Linked DNA regions of Gossypium hirsutum: region 1 is linked to region 2. A link is a contact called in public Hi-C data. All regions are on one chromosome and are shown on one strand. The core of a region is the stretch at or near the end of the contact, and the rest is flanking DNA. Distances in the headings are between cores, read along the strand shown. Region 1 holds the start of LOC107918002. Region 2 holds the start of LOC121202977 (zinc finger CCCH domain-containing protein 6).

Region 1 (2,758 bases), core at 36-2,535, 420 kb after region 2:
AGGACGATAAGAAAAACAAAACAAGGTGATAATGTCATGCTAAATGCACAATTTGGATCCTTTTTCCTGTTGATGTTCATGCACTCTTTGCAAATAAGGGCACTACCAGACCAACCATAGTAATGTCATTTCATGTTTTAGAAAAACTATTTGCATCCATGAATAGAAACACTTTGGCACAGCGCAAACCATGTTTATTAGTAATATTTCTACATCGCATTCTCACAAGCAATCTATCTACTGACAAATTTTGGCATTATGCAATAGTATTCCTCTGAAACAACAACAACAACAGGAGGATAATCTTATGAATATCCTAACTGTATAAACATAATGCAAGAATCGTATAATTTTTTTTTAATACAGCCAACTTATATTGCAATGAATCCACGCTTTAACACAATAAACCCAGAATTTGAAGACTAGAACAGGACCAGTGCCATACATCCAAAAGACTAAGACGGACGCGTAAATAAGCTCTGCAACTCTAATAAATAAAACAATGAAATAGAAGGGGCGAGAAATTTAAAAGAAAAAAAAAGGCATTATTTTCTAGCTACTAGAAAAACAAAGAAGACTTCAAGCTGACAGCAAATACGAACAGAAGAAAAGTCGAATTGAGACCACAAGTAAAACCAATTCCTGAAACAAGTATGAAAAAGACCCAATCTTTATTTTATTCATTTTCTTAAAAACCAATGAAGGAGAAAAGAAAAGGCAAGTACCTCAATAGCGTTCTTCAAAAGAAGGTCATCTTCAGGTATCCAAGTGGAAAGGACTGGAGCCAAAGCCCCCATCTATTTTGGAGCACAACCAAGCAAGAAGGAGCCGCCTTTCAACCCCTCCCCCCTTTTATTTATATTCGTTTTACAACTTTGTCTTCCCACGATTTCTGTCTGGCGAAGCGTCGCTTTGGGTCTCTCCAACTGTATAAAACATGAAAACGAAAAACAAAAGTACAAAAAAGAGTGTGTGGGAGGGAATTTTAAGAGGAAACCTAGAACTAAAAACTGAAAGCAGGGGGATGGTGGGGTTTTACTGTCGAAAATGGGGACAAATTAGATTTGATGATTTCACGGATTTTCAATCAAATCGGAGTGTGGTAATGCCAACCAAAAGTTAACTACAAATAAAAGCTCCCCTGTTTCTTTCTTTTGGGGGTAGAACTTGGCTTCTTTACCTTCACTAACCCTTTCTCTCGCTATCTCACGGTAATTCTTCAGGTGACTGCACCCGTATTGGCTGTTGGTTGCGGCGCCGCGTAATTGGTTTTGACCGTTGACTAAAGCGTCTATCACATACCTTCAAAGTGGTATTGATTTGATTACGGTAAATTTTAGGTTTTTTTTTTTAAATTTATTTTAGATTTAACTTAGTTTTAGGGCATACATCGTTTTTAACTATAACAGTAAATTACATTGATTGAAATTACTTCATTTATATTTGATATGAAAGTGTATATATATTGATAATCAATAATAATGATTTATCGTTTTAGGTGTAATCTGATTTCGAGTCGTACTAGTTATATTATTATTAGAATTTTGATTCTTCTTTTATAATTCACCAAAAATAAAAAAATCTTGAGATTAAGTTAAGAGAGTTATTGTCGCGGGACAAGGCGAAAAAGATTAGATCAAGATACAATCAAATATCTGTGACTACTCTCTCGCCCCTTTTTTTTAGAATTAGATAAAATAAATAAGGAAGGTAGAACGAAAACAGTGCATTCAACCTCATCGAAACTCGGGTTCAAGCTTCAATTAAATTACGAGTAGAGCGAAAAGAGAAATGTCTAGTAAAATTTTTAAAGTTTAATGAGAATTTTTTTAAAAAAATTTGGGGTCTAATTAATTTTTATGAGATTAATGTGAATTTTTTAAAAAAATTAAAGTAACATATTTAAAACTTAAAAAAAACTAAAAAAAATATAATGAGAATTTTAAAAAAATTGAGGCGGTCTAATTGAATTTTTCCAAAAACTTCAAGGAAAAATGAAATTTTTCAAAAATTTTGAGAGACTCTAATTAAAATATTTTTTTTATTTGAAGGAAAGTGATAGCGTATGATATATAGAGGTGGCTAACTAAAAATTGAAGGATTTTTTATATTGTTAAAATTTTGTAATTAATTTGAATTTAATTTCTAGTTTAAATTTGATTTTAAAATTTTTTTATTTAGTGATAATATTTTAGAAAAATTTAACTAAATTTTAGTACTAGAATTGCGTATATACCTAGTTGCTCTAGTCAATTAAACAGACACTTGACCTTTGGCATTCAATAAATTCTTTATGTTTTTTTTCCTTCCTATGTCTCTGCGTCTTCTATTCAGCTGTTTCATTTTTTTTCTTTTACTTTCAACATTTATTGGTTTAATTGCCTTCTAAGCGCCCTTCCCTTTCCACCTTCCACAATTCCATTTAAACCATTTATTTTTAAGTATGATTATTTCCATAATTAACTAAACCCCTATTTAGCTTTAGTCTAGAAATTGCTCCAACAAAACAATCGTGAGATATGAACCCGCTCAAAAAAAGATCTCAACGCAGTATTTTCTATCTCATGGTATATAGGATAGTACAAATTTGTCCCTTAAAGTTGATTCAACTTCGATTCAAAGTGTACGTTGGGTTGGATTTGTTTGGCGTATAGTTGGGAAGTCGAATCAGCCGTGTTATGTTCAAATTCCAGCAAAAAATTGACGTGTCTAGGTGGAAAAAGTCAGTTGGATTATGTCAAGGGAGATAGAGATCAGA
Region 2 (2,853 bases), core at 38-2,537:
TATTAACTTAACATGCATTGATCGAGATTTCAATTTCGTACCCTAGTTATGTGTTATTTTGTTCTCTGTAGATCAGTAAATGAACATTAAATGAAAGGAATTGACGAGCCGGGGAAGTTTATTGCAGCTATATATTTATTGTCGTTGAAATTTCTGAATGACCTAAAAATCAAAGTCTTTTACTACTGTTCTTTCATATTCTATGTCTAACTTGCATAACATATTTCCAAACTCCATTGATTTTTATTCCCATAAAACCAGTTAAGTAAAACCTAAACTAGCCATAAATACTACCGAAAGAGAATGAAAGAACTCCATCATTCATACTCTAAAAGGCTTCATACAACAATGCCCTCACCAAAAATGAAAAAGCACATTCGTAGTTATGCTTTGCAAGAAGACTAATAATGAACTAGTAATCACCAAATAGATTCAAATAAAATTCAAACACAGTTAACAGGTTTAAGAAAATAAAGGTCCATTTAACTTCAAAATTTTCCACCCTCATTTCCATTTCTCTATTTCAGCTAAAACGGAGCTCAAATTTTAGGAATTGCGAAACTAAAAGAGCAATCCTTACCTGACAAAGGTTAATATCCGGTGCCCAAGTAACCTTTTTTGATTTGTGCAGTCCTCGCATATTGACAGATAGCAAAAATAAAATAAATATTATAAATTAAAGATTAAAAAATCTCAAAAATCCGCCTTTTCCATCATCGATTCTGATAAAATTGATAAAAGAGTCCAATTCCCAGAATCACCGATTTTAGAATTCGATTTCGATCGATAAAAAAAAAGGTTAAAACCTTAAGAGCAAGACACCACTGTCCCAAAAACAAAGGAGTCTCTCAGCCTTTGCATCAACTTACACGTTTCGAAAACCCTAATTTACATGAAAAACAAAGAAGTAATGGATTGAAAAAAGAGAGAGAGACCTAAATATGTGTCTTTGGAAACAGAGAGATCCAAGGCAACCCTAGATCCTCTGGGTTTGCTTTGCTGCCTTGCCGTTTTCCTATCTAATTTTGTTTTTCCCCTAAATTTGTTTGTGTACTAGTTTCGTTTTAGGAGGCTTTCGGTTCTGTACTTGTAGATTCTGTTGAGTGAAAGCTGCCACACGCGTTAGTTTGACGCGTGCAGGGGGGGGGAGGTTGTGGAGTTGTATTGGACGCGCTGTGGGGATAGAAGTAGAGGAGGTTCTTGGCATAGTTTTGGTTTTCTGAAAATTTGAGTTTAACGATGAAAGGACTTAACACTTCATTATTTCCTCCATTCTAATTGTACGCAAAACTGAAAAATCAACACGTTACAACATCCTATTAATCGACGGTATCGTTTTTCTCTTTTAAAAAAATTATCTTTTTAATATGTTGATGTGTCAGAAGACACTCTATTATTCTTAATAAAATATTTTTTTTAACTTAAAAAATATTTTATTATTATATTATTATTTTTTATTATAAAAAGTGATTGATTTGATCCCTCAACCTCACACATTAGTTCTTGAGTTAAATAGAGACTTTTTTTTTTGAATATCCTCCCCTCCCTTATTTGAAAATTGCAATTAAGTCTCTTCACTTATATTTTAGAAGGTTAATACTAATTATTTTGGCATTTTATTTTTTTATATTACAATTTATTTTGTTTGTTATGGTTTAAAGAATAGCCAAATGTTCCTTCTTTTAAAAAAAATAGTTAGTTTTTAATAAAATAACAATAAAAAGTAAACTTATACAATTATAATAAAATAATTAAGTTTTTTTTTCTTCTATTTTTGCAATTTCAAAAAAAAAAGTACAACCAATTTTTTGCAACAATTTACTTCGATGGTGTTATTTTAGAAACAACCATTGGTTATATTTTTAAAACTCGTCAAAAAATCGGAATGATATTCGATAAGAATATGTTCGTCAGTGATATGAAATAGAAGGTCAGTGAAAAAATTTCCCGGCGTTATGGAAGGAGGATGATGAAACTATATGACAAATTTCCAATTTCGTCAAATCCTATCAAATTTACCGAGATGGAACTTCTGGACGATAAAGACGTTGAGACAATGGTCGTATTATATTACCCGCCAGGGAGGTTGAACCCTGAACCGATTCAGTTATTTGCTGAGTTAGCAGATGCAAAGCCCGTTGAAAATGTAACTCAGTTAAGTCAACAACTTGGAGTTGAAGACTCGTGTACCGAGGTTCCCAAGTTGTTTATGCACGATTTTGACATCGATCTCAACGTTGGATGTTTAGGTTAGTACAGTGGTGGATTGCAAATATATCCAGACGTTATTGAAATTGATGCACTTGGTGAAGATGGATCTGATAATAATGATTGTTCTGATCATGAATGTGAAGATTTTAGTGACCCCGATTTAGACGATGTCGCAGACGATATCCACGACGAAGGATAAAATAATGGAAATGATCATGCCCCTTCGGTCGAAAACTCGAGCCGTGGCATCGTCATACGCAATGATCCCGATGTCTATATGTCAATCGTTGATCCCGATACGGCACATGCTTCTGAGTTCCCTGAGTACTTAGGCATCATACCTACTCACTTGATGTTAGAAGATCCTGAATTGGAATAGTTGTTCGTGGGTCATAGATTCGCGAGCAAAGACGAGTGTGTCAATACCATCAAGCGCTATAGTTTGAAAGTGTTTACCTACTATAGGGTGGTTGACTCTAAATCGACGATTTATGTTGGTGAGTGTTGAAAGTTGATAAAAGGGTGCAAGTGGTTGGTATGAGCTAAATTTATCCAAAGGTCTCAACAATGAGAGATATGAAAATATGTTGGGCCTCATGCATGCACTTCTGCTCGTATGACGTAGGACCACCGCAAGCTTGA

What was found. A called contact is a pair of places that touch in the nucleus more often than the background predicts.
Region 1: a contact with region 2 is called in a Hi-C map of leaf, with 2.3 times the contacts expected there. The contact joins the promoter of LOC107918002 here to the promoter of LOC121202977 in region 2. A contact is called at or near these places in 7 of 34 Hi-C or Micro-C datasets (callus, hypocotyl, leaf and 1 more).

What each region holds. Positions count from the first base shown.
Region 1 is chrA01:23,286,321-23,289,078 of Gossypium_hirsutum_v2.1, forward strand. It overlaps LOC107918002, which reads right to left and starts at 1,286. Exons shown (of 7, transcript XM_016847479.2): 1 at 726-1,286. The coding sequence starts at 797.
Region 2 is chrA01:22,867,453-22,870,305 of Gossypium_hirsutum_v2.1, forward strand. It overlaps LOC121202977 (zinc finger CCCH domain-containing protein 6), which reads right to left and starts at 1,288. Exons shown (of 4, transcript XM_041116467.1): 1 at 581-1,288. The coding sequence starts at 640.